Linked DNA regions of Mus musculus: region 2 is linked to region 1. A link is a contact called in public HiChIP or PLAC-seq data. All regions are on one chromosome and are shown on one strand. The core of a region is the stretch at or near the end of the contact, and the rest is flanking DNA. Distances in the headings are between cores, read along the strand shown.

Region 1 (4,255 bases), core at 1,055-3,554:
ATCCATTTAAAACAATGAGGAGGGGAAGAGAGATGGTTCAGTGGGTAAAGGGGTTTGCTCCATAAGCAGAATAACCTTTGTTCTTCTGAGGTTTAATCCTAAGGAGAGATGGGAGATAGCCAGAAGCTTGTGGATCAGCCAGCCTGGAATACACTGCAGCAGCAGAAACCACAAGAGAGACCCCCCATTGATAAGGTAGAAGTCTAGAACAGAATCCTTATTTATTTATTTATTTATTTATTTATTTATTTATTTATTTGGACAGGATTTATCTGTGTAGCCCTGGCTGTCCTGGATTTCACTCTATAGACCAGGCTGGCCTCAAACTCAGAGATCTGCCTGCATCTGCCTCCCAAGTGCTGAGATTAAAGGCGTGCGCCACCACTGCCCAGCTTCCCAGAAGGTGCCCTCTGATCTCACAGGTGCAGCACTAAGGCAGGCATATGCAGACATTCACACACAAACACACATGCACTCACACACGCACACACACATGCACGTGCACAGACACACAGAGGTACATACACACAGAAATACACATACACACACATCAATAGTTATTCAGAAAAATGTTTCCATGGAATGAAAAATATTGAGCAGCTGTGGTGACACATTCCTGGAACCCAGGCCCTGGGAGGCTGAGGCAGGAAGAGCATGAATTTAAGGCAGTGTGGACTGCATAACGAGATGCTGCCCTCAGAAACAAAATCCAAATAAAACAAGGAATTGTAAAACAGCTTTTAGTGTCAAATGGCAAGATGTCCCATGACATGTGTCTATGTGGATTATCCTAGCATGATTATAAAGGTGTGCATATAACACGTTCCAATGTTTCTACAATGTGGGGTGTGAATGTCTGCATCCTACCCATATTTATTGAGTACCAGCTAGTGAGTGATTCTTCTTGGCTTGTAAATTCAGCAAGAATAAAACAAACAGCTGGGCGTGGTGGCGCATGCCTTTAATCCCAGCACTCGGGAGGCAGAGGCAGGCAGATTTCTGAGTTCGAGGCCAGCCTGGTCTACAAAGTTCCAGGATAGCCAGAGCTACACAGAGAAACCCTGTCTCGAAAAACAAAAAACAAACAACAAACAAACAAACAAACAAACAAAAACAAAACAAAACAAAAAAAAAAAGAATAAAACAGACATGATGTCTCCATTCCTGAGAGCTTGCAACCCACTGGGAGGAGGCAGGTAACAAATGAGTCCGTGTAGAGGCTGTAGGAGATAAGATGTGCTGGAGTTCCCATGAACTGACCTGGGGAAAAGCATTTCAGGAAGCGCCATTAGAAAAGGCAAGGGCTTTGGGCAGAAATGTGCCTGATGTTTTCATTGTGTGAAATATTTTGTGGAGAGACATGACACAAATGTCTGTGACTAGATAGGGAAATAATCCAAGGTAAGGAAGTGAAGACAGACTTAAGCAATCATGTCAAAGTCCAATTGGTGAGCCGAAGAGTTTATTGGTTATATACACGGGAACACGGAAAAGCAGTAACTTACAGAAGCAAGGACCATTCACAAGCAACTTGCAAAGCTGAAAAGCCCACCCCAACAAGAATGACCACACACAAAAACTGCAAGCTTCGGGCTCACCGTGAGTGATAGACGGGAGGCTGTACCAGTCAGAGAGTGCCACATGGATGACAGACAGGAAGCTCAACTAGTCAGACTCTTCTACCTGCTTGGCCTCACTAGTCTGTTCCTGGCAACTTGGCTGGTTTTGTTTTTATATGCTGGGGTTTGAGGCAGGGGTGCCTTGGGAATCATGTGTGTTTTAGCTTTACCAGACAAGAAGTCTCATGAGCCTTCCCTCTTTCTCCAGGATAGAAAAGATAAACATTGTTACACAAAATTATTAACCAGCTGAAGCTGTGGGACAGGGAGGCGGTAAAGTGTATCCCTTTGAGAAGGTTTTCCGGTTTGGTTTTGTATACCAATTATTATTTGAGCAAATAAGATAGCTGCACACATACTTCTTACATTTTTTAACTGACTTAGTTCCCCTGTCCCCCTTCCCCTCAAAGAATCAGAAAACGAGACTAGAGAACTATCTAACGCATGCTACGAAATTAAACAGACTTTTTCAAATGGACCAAGTTCAGAGGAAGTAAAGCCTAGGAAATTCTGGTGACATTTGCACATTGACATCGCAGGGTTGTTCTGAGCGTCAAAGCTAATCTCACTGCCCTGGGTGAAGTGTCAGCTCTGTTTTAAATGACTGCTCTAACGACGACAGCCCCTCACGGGCTGCTCTCAGCAATCCTCCTGCCCGGGCACTACAGCCTCTGACAGCAGACACACATTGCGTTTCTTCAAGCCCAGTGTTTTTGTATATGAGACGATTGATGTGGTGTCACCACCATGACTCATTGCACAACGAGCAATCTTAAGAGAAGCTAAGATGCCCCAAAGCAAGTTGTTAGAAGAACTAGGCCATAGGACTTGTACATTCCCCATTCAACATGTAATTGCCTATTCAAAAGAAGTCCTTTTGGGCTCCCGGGGAGGAAGACAGTCAAAGCTCACTGTGGAATGGCATGGATAGGATGAGCCAGGGGTTTCCTTCTATCTGCACTGACTTTTTATTCACCTTCACTCCAAGCGTCTTTTTAAGAAGTATCAGCCATCTCTCTCCCTCATATTCCCTTTCCTCTGTTTCCCAGAGTATACACCTATGTACCTTCGTATTTTCCCTACTAAGTTACGAGTTCAGGCTGGCACCTCCCTCACTATGTGGTCTTCTCTAACTTTCCTTTCTTCTAAGAGTGTCTGTGGTGGTTGAATGAAAATGGCCCCCATAGGCTCATAGGGAGTGGCACTATCAGGAGGTGTGGTCCCGTTGTAGTGGATGTAGCCTTGTTGGAGAAAGTGTGTCACTGAGGGAGGTGGGTTTGGGGGTTTCAAACGCTCAAGCCAGGCCCAGAATCGCTCGCTCCTCCTACTGACCTCAGATCTGAATGTAGCATTCTCAGCTACCCCTTCAACATCATGTCTGCATGCATGCCACCCATACATAATTTAAAATGTTTAGGAATGTTATATGTGAAGCAATCAATAATTAAGTGTGGTGTGTGTGTGTGTATGTGTTTCCTTGGCATACATGCCATGGCATGTATGTGGAGGTCAGAGACACATTTGTGGAGTCAGTTCTCTCCCTCTATCATGTCAGACCCAGGGATTAACTCAAGTTGTAAGCCTTGGAGGCAGGCATCTTTACTCGATGAGCCACCTTGCTAGTCCTAACAATGTCTTTATTTTTTAAAAAAATTTATTTAACATTATAGATTTATTTATTATTATATCTAAGTACACTGTAGCTGTCTTCAGACACACCAGAAGAGGGCTTCAGATCTTATTATGGATGGTTGTAAGCCACCATGCGATTGCTGGGATTTGAACTCCAGACCTTCAGAAGAGCATTCAGTGCTCTTAACCTCTGAGCCATGTCTCCAGCCCCTAACAATGTCTTTAAATAAAACTGAAATATACGCTTGTTTCTAGGGTGGACTCGTGGCTTGCTTTCATTTGTTCTCTCTACTTCTTCTATGGGTTCTAAAATAAATGGAAACACAACAGCTTTGCCTGTTTCATGGTCTACCTCTCTTCCATTAGTGGTTGCAAGAAGTTAGGAGAGTTAAGAGTTCTCAGGGGAGCGGGGCCAGAGAAGGTGAATGCTCACCTTTGCCATAAGAATTTCTGTAGTTCTTACAGTCTGTGATTATAGATTATAAATGGAGAAACCCTAGACTATCAACAAAAATGAGAGCACATGCCTTTATTTGTCTTATTTCACCTATGATTGATTTACTGGGAGGGGCTACTTCTTGCTTAATTACATTGCTGCTCAACACAACACCTACTAAATGTCTGGCTTTGAGGTAAAAAATAAAATGGGAAAAATAGTACCGGGGGAAAAAAAACAAATAGTAAAATATTTAAATACTTTTTAAACAATCTTAGTGCCTGTGAAAATGCAGTTACTAAAGTTTTATCTTCTTGTCCAAATTCTTTGCAGATTGAGTTTAATGTTTTCTTTTGTCTCATGTTTTAAGAGAGAATTTCACCCTTTTGCTCAGGCTGGCCCAGAATTCCTGGGTTCAAATCTCCTTGCCTTAACTTCTAAAATATTGGGATTAAAAGCATCCATAACTGTACCAAACTTGTTGGGCTGGTTTTGAATGGTTCCTTTTTTGACTGTACAGGCACAAGACATGTAAGTTTTAATTTTTAACTTATATCTGAGTAAGACC
Region 2 (4,255 bases), core at 1,203-3,702, 67 kb after region 1:
AGGTACCACTTCCAGATACCAGTGCCCAGGAAATGAGGTGTCCACCTGAATTTTGTGGGGGACACAGATATCCCGTGTAGATCAGTGAAGATAGGCAGAGAACATTTTTAGTCAAAACTCTACAAAGAAAAACGTGAACACACCTGACAAACATCAAATGAAACAGATACCCTGGGTGAGAAGAACCATTGCATGGGCCAGTGGTTTAAAGACCAGCCGTGTGGGTGTGGTATGGCCCGATGGAAACATACCATTTAGCCAGCGGTGAGGCCCAGTGGTACAGGATCTAAAGAACATGAAACTTGGGGTTCCATCCCAAGAAAAAATTAAAAAGAAACTAAAGTAAAAAGAGGGAAAAATCAACATAAATACAATGTGTACTCACACATACATATGCCCAGGATATATGGATATTGCAACATTTAGAAAAGCTATTTATTTCCGTGTATATGTGCTTGAGAGAGTTTATGTGCACCATGCATGTGCAGTGTCTGAGGAGGCCAGTGAAAAGCATCAGGTACCATGAGTCTGGAGTTGCCATTGGCTGTATGTGGGTGCTGGAATTGAACCTGGGTCCTCTACAAGTGCAGCCAGTGTTCTTAACCAGTAAGCCATCTCCCCAGTCCCTATTGCAACATTTTAAAATAAACCTCCAAATGATAACTCTGAAATAGAATTAGTGTTACCATGTGTAAGGGAATGGATCCATAAATGAGCCATCTCTATGAGAGTAACTACACATAACTTAAAACACACACACACACACACACACACGGCTAGGAATTCACTACACAGACTAGGGTGATATACTGATATATATAACAGCCATGTTTTATATATATATATATATATATATATATATATATATATATATATATATACACACACCATATTTTATATATATATACACACCATATTATATGTATATACCATATTATATATATTATATATATAATATATCATATGTTATATACATATCATATATTTATGATACACACACAAAAGAGGTGGTTCTCTGAACAGGAACTAGGCCTCCAACAGACACCAGACCTGTTGGTGTCTGGACCATGAACTTCCCAGATTCTAGAACTGAGAGAATGCCTGTTGGTGGACCCCACTCCAGAGGCCCAGACTGGCATAGCCTCCCTTGAGGATCTACACATTGCTTACATTTTTTCCCATTGGCTTTTATTTTAGCAATGTAAGCAAAGTGGAATTTATTCTATATACAACGTAGCCCTCAAGTTTTCCTCTGCAGAGCCAGGACACCAGACTCAGTAAAATAAATACCCACTCAGGCTCTGAAAGCACCCCTCCCTGGGAGAGCTCAACTGTATGGGCAGCTTAATCTACTCTTATTCGTTAGTGTGCTTTCTTTCTTTTTGTTTTTGTTTGTTTGGTTTTTGGTTTTTGGTTTTGTTTTTTGGGTTTTTTTTTTTTTTTTTTTTTTTTTTTTTTTTGAGACAGGGTTTCTCTGTGTAGCCCTGGCTGTCCTGGAACTCACTTTGGCTGGCCTTGAACTCAGAAATCCACCTGCCTCTGCCTCCCAAGTGCTGGGATTAAAGGCATGCAACACCAACGCCAGGCCAGTGTGCTTTCTTTATGAAGCTTTAAATACTGGAAAAGAACTTCAAGTAGGTTGATATAGCTTTACCTCATCCTTTAAAAATATATTGTGTTGACATATTTAAGGGGCATGCATATACGTATGTGATTGTGAGCCATTGTATGGGTGCTGGGAACTGAAGCCCAGTCCTCTACAAGAGCAACAAATGCCATATCTCTACTTTCCCTCTACTTCCTCATTTGAGCAGACATGATAGCATACTTGCTACTGTCTTCTGCATTTTATTCTTCTGCATAATGACGAAAGAACAATTATGGCCAACTGTTCTGCCACTAACCTCTGGAGTGCTTTATAATCTAGTAAGGTGAGCGGGCAGCCGAGCACAACTGAAAACTCCTCCAGACTTCACTGGTCTCTTCCATTTTTGATTTCATAGACAAATACCACTCAGCTGAGCTGAAGGGTTTCGTTTGTATATTTGTGAGACTTGATCTCTCTCTATAGCCCTAGCTGTCCTGGAACTCACTATGTAGACCAGATGGCCTTGAACTCACAGAGACCTGCCCACTGCATCTTCTCTAGTGCTGAAATTAAAGGTGCATACCACCACTGTAGAATTTTGACATTGATTCAAGGTATCTAATCTTCCCTCAGAGCTTTTACTGGCAGAGAATCTCAACCATGCTTAGTTGATTTCTCAGTTATTTATTTATGTCACTGTCTGCTGAGTACTAACGCCCTCGACTGTGCTTGTAAGCTAAACAGCCATTGTAGTTCTATAGTTGTGGATTTGGGTGAGAAAATTCGACTATTTGGTGTGGTTAAAACCACCCTCTTCCCTCAGTTCTTTACAGCAGTTGTCTTAATGTTGATGAAGACTTCTGGCTTCTTTATGCCATCCTGGCATACAAAATAACAAGCTAAGCACCAGGTTAGACCTAGAAAAGAGAACACTCTGCAAGGCTGGCCCAGCATGACATTGGTAAGCAACATGTCAATAGTCCCACATCCTTTTAACAAAACCAAAGTAGTTGCTGTGTCTCATAGTCATTTGATATTTCAAGAATACTTACTGTTTGGGATGATGGAACACACCTGTGATCTTAGCCTTGAGACGATTGCTACAAGGCAGAATTGTGGATTTGAAGCCAGCCTTAGGCTACATGAGACCCTGTCTCTAAGGTTAACTAATTAACTAGGTAATTAACTAGTTAATTATTTAGTAAGCAAAACAATAAATACATAGAATGAGCCCAGTCCCTCCATAGTCTCTTCCTCCTGTGTCACCACGAGATCTCTTCTGCATGTGTCCCTGAAGTGGAAACTTAAGGGTTCTTTGGAGAGCCAGTTGTGTTGGGTGGTGTTTTGCTGCAGGGCCTGGCGTTGACAGACCCCTCTGTTCTTTTCCAAATGACAAGAGGTTACCTCTTATGTCTCTCTTAGACCAGCAGTCTGTTGACCAATGTTTGCCCTCTCCACAGTGGCTACGATACCCTGGAAGCCTTGGTGGCTCGTAGTGACATGACCGGAACCTGCTCATTCTCTCCTATGATCACCATTGCGCCTGTTACTTTGAGCTCTGAATCCTCTGAATTCTCTGCCTTACAGTTTCTTTGGAAATGACCAAAATGCGCCACATTTACATCCAGCACTTTGATTCCTGAAATTTCTAGCTATGATTTGCTACTCCTGAGAACCAATATCAGTTGTCTCCCTTATCCATTCATCTATTGGAGCTCCACATGCTTTCAATGGTCTTACTACTCTCTAACATTTGGTATTTGCATTTATTAAATGCCAATATTTCTATCAATGACTGTCTGCTTTCAGGGTGTGTTATGGCTCTATTCACAGCTGAACTCAACCTCTGTAAGAATTCTGCGAAGGCTTCCCCAGAGCCCTGTATTATTTTAGTAAATACAGTAGATTCTCCCCCAAATCAACCAAATCCCAAGCTTTTAAAGCTGCAGTACAACATTGCTCGATTACATCATCATCAAATTGGATTTGTTCTTGTAAGTCAGCACAACGCCCTTCACCAAGCAGCTAGTCTTTAGTAACGTGTATTCCCCCTTGCTAAATTATGTTGTGCTAGTCCTGTGGCTTCGTGCCTCCACCGCAACAACCATTGTAATTGTTGACCAACTTCTAGAACAGCTGACACCAATCCCTTCCAATCTTGTGGGATAAGCCTGGGATGTATATGTAGCCCAGTTGTTTAGCATTTCTTTGACAAAAGAATGTAAGCCATGCAATATCACAGCCTCTTTAAAATGCTTTAAATCTGACATTTATATTGGTCTCCAGGTTAATTCATTGTAAGCCTCTCCACCATTGATACCAGGCATATGCTGCACAGACAGGGGAGGCTGAAGGTGCCTGTGTAGGCCCAAGCAAATTCTCTGGTGGTACACTTGGCTACACCTTAGCCTGTTATACTGTGCTGTTCCCTGCTCTTTCAGGCCCCTAGAAGCAGGGTGGGACAGCAGTTTACCTTCCTGCCTAGTTTGCTTTCATCGTTCAGTACAGTCCTGTTCTCATTCACCAAGCCTGAACAACACTCCCCCCCCCCCCGACCCCCATTGGCTCTTTGTGTTTTCCAAGCACTTCTGCCTCTATCCACAAAATCTCTAAATGCATGGCCAACTCTGCGATCTTCTCTAACAGAAGGGTTTCCCATTAAACTTT

Evidence for each region. HiChIP or PLAC-seq counts read pairs in DNA pulled down with a chosen protein or histone mark.
Region 2: a contact with region 1 is called in a BATF HiChIP or PLAC-seq map of CD8 T cells, with 13 read pairs. The contact joins two enhancer-like sites. A contact is called at or near these places in 1 of 15 datasets of contacts at CTCF or cohesin (CD8 T cells), 6 of 484 Hi-C or Micro-C datasets (CD4 T cells, CD8 T cells, cerebellum and 3 more) and 2 of 115 datasets of contacts at active chromatin or transcription factors (CD8 T cells and bone marrow-derived dendritic cells).

The regions. Positions count from the first base shown.
Region 1 is chr10:96,533,302-96,537,556 of GRCm38.p6, forward strand. All of the region lies in intron 3 of Gm33843 (a long non-coding RNA gene), which reads right to left. Among named protein-coding and RNA genes, the nearest start is that of Gm33843, 63 kb to the right of the region's middle. Within about 2 kb of position 2,305, at least 23 of the 459 cell types and tissues checked have an H3K27ac peak or open chromatin away from gene starts, as enhancers often do. A contact at or near this core is called in CD8 T cells, where this site is marked.
Region 2 is chr10:96,600,074-96,604,328 of GRCm38.p6, forward strand. No RefSeq gene overlaps it. Among named protein-coding and RNA genes, the nearest start is that of Gm33843, 3.5 kb to the left of the region's middle. Within about 2 kb of position 2,453, at least 4 of the 459 cell types and tissues checked have an H3K27ac peak or open chromatin away from gene starts, as enhancers often do. A contact at or near this core is called in CD8 T cells, where this site is marked.